Regions from separate parts of the Zea mays genome. Here region 1 is linked to region 2. The links are chromatin contacts, called in public Hi-C maps. All regions are on one chromosome and are shown on one strand. The core of a region is the stretch at or near the end of the contact, and the rest is flanking DNA. Distances in the headings are between cores, read along the strand shown. Region 1 holds the start of LOC100272242 (LIN1 protein). Region 2 holds the start of LOC100278452 (Protein indeterminate-domain 9).

Region 1 (3,895 bases), core at 911-3,410, 160 kb after region 2:
CGCCCTAGTGCCTCATCCTCAGTCAGTCCACCTATTTTCTCTCTCTAGCTCTCCTTTTGGTAGCCAAAAAGGTTTTTTTGGTATTCATATCATTTTGAAAACACTAGATATTATCATTTAACATTCATATTATTATCATTAATCTATATTTATGGTCTAGTCTGGTGATTTGTCTCTTGCACTATCGGCCCCACCTAGAATTTTGTTCTGCATCCGCCACTGATGCGTACGGCTGCACCGCACCGACCAGGGAGAGCAAAGGCAAAATAAAATGGAAGAAGGCATATCCTACGGATGGCCAGGACTGAAACCACCCAAAAAAAAGTTTCACAATAAAAATCCATACATGGACTGCTGCTTGCGCGGGGGCTCACCTTCAGCAGAGTGCTAACCATAGAAAGAACACGATACGAATCTGTGTTACAGAAAACATCCAGGGCTGCTACGAGCGAGATCTAGCTAAACTGAGATTCTGTGCCTGCCTTTGGCGATTCTCCGGGCAATCACCTTGCGCCCACCCTTGGTCGATTTACTGCAGAACCAATGTAACAAGGACATGAGGGCACTGAACCACAATCATGCCAGATAAACTACCTTCCTAATCTAAATGATGAGGTGCCAAAGGCAAACATGAACGGAAACAGAATTTGATAATACCAACTTGAAACCCATCTTCCTTTTTCAATGAAGGACGAGGGAAGCAAAATAATGGCCAGGGAAAAGCTAGAGAGACAGACCGTGTAAGAAATCCATGGGTTCTTTTCCGCTTGATTGTACTGGGCTGGTAAGTTCTTTTCGGGAGCAACTGAAAGGGGTCATTAGGAACAGGATCCTCGACTACAAATAGCAGAACAGAAGCAACGGATTAGAAAAAGACATCAAACTAACAAAAATAAAAGTTGATCCTAGCTGCCAGGTCATAATCCAAAGCCTACATATCATAATCAAGACTCTAGTATTCACCAAATATAACTACGGCAACATTTCCAGCAACAGAAGTAGCAAGGAACAGTCACTGTTTGGGACCATGCAAGGAAACAATCCAGGAACAGCAGGACGAACTGCATGTACTTGAGTATTTGTCATACACTTTCTAACCAATTTTAGGACAATCAGCAGCAGCTGGAACAAGAAATGGCCACCATTTGGCACTATGCAAATAAACAGTCTTAGCAAAAGGAGACTTGGGTAATTGAGTATTTCTACTGCACTTTCTACCAGACTTAATTTCAACATAAATCATAGCAGAATTTCCTAAGCTCCACACAATCTCAGTTTTAGGCTGTCAAATGATCCACAAACAATTTATGCAGTGTATCAATCTTTAGGTTCTGCCACCTACTATTTAAGGAACAAAAAGGCATCAAGGAACTTTAAATACTGAGTACTGTATTGCAAGCAACGTGTTCTTCTATGCGTAAGAGCATCAATAACACTAGAAACGTGACTTCTCAAGGTTGATCAATCACTTAGTAACTTTCAACACAAGCCAGATAAAAGTAACACATCAGCATTGATGAAGGCAACCATGACTTTTCAGAAAACAATGCCCCCAAATAAGGTAACTGTATGAAATCTTGGCAATTCTTCCCAAGTCCGCAAAAAGCAAAGCTTAATAGTGAAATGGTATAACTGCAAATCACAGAAAATGCGCATTACAACAGAAATCATGCGAGTTTCGAGTAGTCACACACTGCAATTTCTATATTCAACGACACTACAATCTCTATATTCAACGAACGGTTTATGAAAAACATTGATCCCAGTCCCCCTATTCCCCATTTCTGAAACTGGCAGTGACTAGCGATCCGAGCCCAACTTCAATACTCAATCACGGCCCAATCCATTCATGAGTGCGTGTGTGTGAGAGAAGCTGTACCGTCGTCGATGAAGAAGCGGAGCGAGGGAAGTCCGCAGGGGAAGGATATCTCGCCGGGGAGCGAGCTCAGCCTGGCGATGGTCTCCGCCTCGTAAGCGTCCACCCCCGCCGGTGCCGGCGGCGGGACGTGTGGCTGCAGCCTGGCTAGCGGCAGCCCGGCGCGGGGTATGGACGAGGACGGAGACGCGAGAATGCGGCCGAAGAGGGATGATCCAACCCGTGCAAGGGTCTTCGCCGCCGACGCCATCGCCGAGCAACCCTAGCCTCCTCCTCCCCCTGCTCCTCCTCTGCTACGTTGCCGCACTTTTTTTTGGTGGAGAAACTATTCCCTCACCGCACTTGGGCTGGCGAGCTATGCTGAACTCTGTGTGCCTCCAATGGGCCGAATGACGATGTTCAAAAGGCCCGTTTCAAGAATTCTGGGTTGATCGGATTTGTTTGCTTTGTGGCGTTTCGTTGAAAGAGCGACTGAGGCGCTGAGCATATTGCCTGCTGCCAGTACTAGCTGGCGTGCTGCTGACTGTATCGTGGACAGCGTCAAAGCCTCAAAGGCCAACGTGGGCTGGGCAGACATAGCGTACTCACTCCGGTGTACTATTAGTTATCGTTTTCGATAAGGTTTGAGTCAAACTTATAAATTTTTAACTAAAATAACTATTTTATTATTTAGTTTTGAAACCTAATATTTATATGCACGGATTTGTCTTAAAAATAATTTTATAAAAGTATAAATATATTAAGAGTTTATTTATATTTTAACAAAAAATCATTAGTCAAAGTTATATTTTACTATTTTAAAGATCGTGTTGTCCTAAACGACAACTAATAGAAAACTGGAGGGAGTATTCCACAACCGCAACCATTTTGCTTGGATCGTATGGAATGGATCAAACATTCATCCAAGAAGCAAGGTGCTGAAGCTCCTTTGATACGGTAGTACGGTACACTCCTATATCTGATAATTATATGTTTGTTCATTTGAAGATTGATTACCCTTTGGGAACCTATCAAGTGCAAACTAACCATTTGCCATGTAAATTCTTATGATAATTTTTTAAAACACCCCTCGACGTGCACCTAGGGATGGCAATTTAATCCGCAAACCCGAAACCCGGTGGGTACCCGACCCGATGGGTGCAGGCATGGGTAGAGATTTTGACCCACGATTGCAACCCGCAACCGATTCGAAGTTTCGCGAGTGTGGGTGTGAGTTTCTATTTCAACCATTGGGTGACCCATACTCGACCCAAAAATTGGTCCATTCTTTATTTTGCGCAAAATGTTTAAGATACAATAATAATTATTTTGAATAAATAATATGTCTAATGGTTCATAAATATTGTGTTGCTGCTCAACATGAGAAGGTTTGAAATCCATAGACATAACTCAAATGTTGTTGGTACTTAATTGTTATAGTTGAATTATTGTTTAAACGTGTACAATGAGTAAAACTCGCGGGTGACCCGAAACCCGACGAGTTCGTGTGCGGGTTTGGAATTACACCCGTGGGTGCAATAATGGGCGGGTTTAAGTAGACTTCACGTGTGTGATCGCAGGTGGATTTTTGTGCCACCCAACCCGAATCCGACCCATTGCCATCCCTACGTGCACCAGCTTAGTGAAAGGGAAATGTGCCCTTGGGCCATTTCTAAGTATTTTGGTGGTTTAGTGCCCAACACAAGTGCCTAAGTGTAAAAAGGTGGACAAAGTACAAATCAAGGATAAAGGTATGTTTCTCAGACTTAGTACATTGTTTTATGGACTAATGTATTGTGTCTAAGTGCTGGAAACAGGAAAAATCCAATTAGCTGAGTCTGGGAGCACCGGACTGTCCGGTGGTGCACCGGACAGTGTCTGGTGCGCCAGGCTGGCTCGAGCGAAGTGGCCGCTCTCGGGAATTCACCGGCGACGTACGGCTAAAATTCACCGGACTGTCCGGTGAGCCAACGGTCGGCCGGGCCAACGGTCGGCCGCGCGATCTGCGCGGGACACGTGGCCGAGCCAACGGCTAGAAGG
Region 2 (3,547 bases), core at 559-3,058:
TCGGAGGTTGGCGCACCGGTGGCACATTGGACCATTTGACATCGCCAATGGTCGGCTACCTACAGACACATTCTGACAAGGTCGGGTGGTGCACCAGACCACCACTATAGGGGGTCTGGTGCACCATCCTGCAGAGCACTTTTCAACCATTTACTCCAACAAATCTTTTGGGTGGTTGGGGGTTATAAATACCCCCAACCAGCACATTGTAGACACAAGCACTACTCCAACCTACTATACATCAGGTGCAACACTTCCCACACATTCAAATCCATTCACACGCTGCATTCAATCGATTTGAGAGACTTAGCGGCTAGTGCATTCGAGTGTTGCAAGTTTTTGTGATCTTGATTTGAGTTTTGTTCTCACTTCCTCCCCCATTCTCATTGTTGTAAAGCAAAGCAAGAGACTCTGTTCTTTGTGTGGAGGTCATTGCGGGACTTGGTGTCCCTATAAAGTTAAAAATTATATCTGATATGGACGGTCTAGAAATGATATATTTTTCTTCTTTTTGTATATCTTAACATAATATAGATTAGAACTTAAAATTGAATATATTAATAAATTGTTCGAGATTTTTTATGACTTTTGGTAGTTTAAATATACAGCCATTACATAAAAACTCGATTTGTCTACAGTTTCTGTCACATACTGCACTACTGCATAGTGACGTGCATTTACTATTGAACATGTACCACATCAAATGTAGTGGGACTACATCATTATCATTATGCATACTTTATACCCCTCACGTTTTAGTTAAAAATTAACTAGTGGACGATAAATATTTCGGAAGTCGGAGGAAGTATTATATATAAGTATGCAATCCTGGAATATATCTTTCAAACTAACATTAACCATGACAGTAACGAAATATGTGTTTTTATCTCTAGAATGAGAGAGGAGATCGATGTATATCTATGGTGTACCAACCGGGTAGGTGATGCAGTAGAGGGTATATATATATATATAAAGAAAAGGGGTTGATCAGAGAGTGGGTGGAGGGAGAGAGAGTGGTAGTATCTGCTGCATTTGTAAGGTGACAAAGGAAAAGACAAGAAAGGTCGGCACGAGCGTGGGTTTGCTATTTGCTGCTGCTATGCTAGCTACGCGAGTGTGGTGTGCTTTGTGCTGCGTGTGTGATCGATCTATCTACTGAGCTGTGTGGCAAGTGGACAAGTACACGCGCTTGCTTGTAGGACACCGTATCTTATGAGCAAGGAGCCCTACTGCTCCCATGAGCAGAATCAATCCAGACCACACCCTCCACATCCAACGGTGCTGCGTCAGGGGGGTTTTTGTAAAATGTACAGAGTTGCAAAGAACATTTTACAAAACCCCCTGACACAGCACCGTTGGATGTGGAGGGTGTGGTCTGGATTGATTTTGCTCATGGGAGCACCAACGCTCCTTGCGCACAAGATACGTTCTCTGCTTGTAGAGGACCGTCGTGTGCTCCTCCTCGTCTCTGACTCTGATCTATGTACTCGCTCACAGTTCCTGGGCATTTCTCCTGCTGGCTGCTGCTGTTGATTCAATCAATTTGTACTGGGCTGTAGTATTCTCAAAAGAATGAACTGTGTCGTAGTGCATATAGTAATTGATGATTGCTCAAACAATGGATGTCAGACAAAAAGGAAAAAAATGTTTTTTTAACATGTTTCTTTGAGAGGGCAAAGAAATAAGAATGCACAGCCTTTTGCATCTTTGTTGGGATCCTGGCTCTCTCTTTTGCCTTCTCCGTTCTCCCCTTCCCCTAAAAGCCAGCAGCGAGTAGATAAAAGCTCGGGTCGGTTGTGGTGAGTGGTGACACTGGCCTTCTTACCCTTTGCTTCTCTTCTCTGCCGCTAGGGAGGCGCTGACACTGTTCCTCTTCCCTCCTCCTGCTCTCTCCCCATGTCCTCCTCCTCCGGTCCTCGGCGGCCATGACTGCTGCGGCCTCTTTCGTCCGTGCCTGCGCGCTGCATGGCTGCTGCCAGCTCTAGATACACACTCCTAGCTAGGCAGCTGTTGCCTTCACCTGCTGCCGCGCGCTGCTCGATCGACTGCACGTCTTCACAGTTCACACCACAGAGTAGAGTGGAGAGAGAAAGCCAAGAAGCCGGCAGGGGAGAGTAGGGAGAGAGAGAGGGGGAGGAGTCGTATGATAGAAAGAATCTGGAATTGCTTTCCCTCTCGTTTTGTCCCCCCTGCGCCTCCTTGATTATTGTGTTGCTTGCTGTTCCTCCCTGCCTGCTTGCTCCCTGCTTCGGCTTGGAGGCCTTCTCATGCATCAACCTCCTTAGCATCTCTCTCCCCCTCTCCCATACATACCCCCTTGTCTGATGCCTGCTTCTGCTTGCCCCATCCTCCTTCATCCTTCACGAGTTCGTCTCTCGATTTATTGTCTGCCACACCTCCCTTCAGCTAGCTATCTTCCCCTAGCTAGCTAGGTACCAGTAGTGTGTGTATATATAGATAGATTTATAGATATAGACACACACAACAAGTGCAAGATCAGGCGAAAGCTACTAGCCGCCCTTGCAGTCTTGGACTCCATTCGTCGTCGTCCTTGGGTTCTCCTCCTCACCTAGCTACTATGTTCCACCATCAGCAGGAGCTCTTGCAGGCAGAAGCTGCAGCGGCAGATCGGGAGAGCAGCATGTCCAACCTCACCTCCTCCACGTCCGGCGGCCCCAACGCGGCGCCTGCTGCTGCTGCTGCTGCCCCGCCGGCGCCCGCGGCCTCCGGCAACAACAAGCGGAAACGGAGCCTCCCAGGCAACCCCGGTAGGTGGTAGACGATCTTGTCTTCTCTCTTGTATATGACCCGATTAGGCTTGCGTTGGCATGTCATCTTGGTGATCGTCATCATCAGACCCCGAGGCGGAGGTCGTGGCTCTCTCCCCGGCGACGCTGATGGCGACGAACCGTTTCGTGTGCGAGATCTGCGGGAAGGGGTTCCAGCGGGACCAGAACCTGCAGCTGCACCGGCGCGGCCACAACCTGCCGTGGAAGCTGAAGCAGCGCGGCACGGGCAAGGAGGCGCAGCGGAGGAAGGTGTACGTGTGCCCCGAGGCGTCGTGCGTGCACCACGACCCCGCCCGCGCGCTGGGCGACCTCACCGGCATCAAGAAGCACTTCTTCCGCAAGCACGGCGAGAAGAAGTGGAAGTGCGACAAGTGCTCCAAGAAGTACGCCGTCCACTCCGACTGGAAGGCGCACTCCAAGATCTGCGGCACCAGGGAGTACAAGTGCGACTGCGGCACCATCTTCTCCAGGTATATATTTAACTCCGATCACAATCTCCTTCAGGATCATCGTCGTCTCTCTCTCTTTCTCTCGTTCTAGCTAGCTAGTCCATCTTCCATTGCGATTTTGCGACTGCAATTGCTGCCGGCTCCAGATGCATGCATGTTAAAGTTGCAGTGAGCGCGTAGCTGAAGCTGACTCCGGTGTGCACACTGGTCAACCCTGATCCTCTCTTCTTTCACACTTGAAGATCGTCGATCGAGGGAAGGGGTTCGATTAGCTCTTGATGCTTTCTTTGGTTGGGAGGAAGTGTGGTG

What was found. A called contact is a pair of places that touch in the nucleus more often than the background predicts.
Region 1: a Hi-C map of leaf shows a contact between it and region 2, with 3 times the contacts expected there. The contact joins the promoter of LOC100272242 here to the promoter of LOC100278452 in region 2. A contact is called at or near these places in 3 of 25 Hi-C or Micro-C datasets (all in leaf).

What each region holds. Positions count from the first base shown.
Region 1 is chr8:143,208,493-143,212,387 of Zm-B73-REFERENCE-NAM-5.0, forward strand. It overlaps LOC100272242 (LIN1 protein), which reads right to left and starts at 2,161. Exons shown (of 3, transcript NM_001350728.1): 1 at 1,880-2,161; 2 at 738-837; 3 at 135-532. The coding sequence starts at 2,126. The coding sequence ends at 460.
Region 2 is chr8:143,049,169-143,052,715 of Zm-B73-REFERENCE-NAM-5.0, forward strand. LOC100278452 (Protein indeterminate-domain 9) reads left to right here and starts at 1,809. Exons shown (of 4, transcript NM_001361337.1): 1 at 1,809-2,768; 2 at 2,857-3,259. The coding sequence starts at 2,579.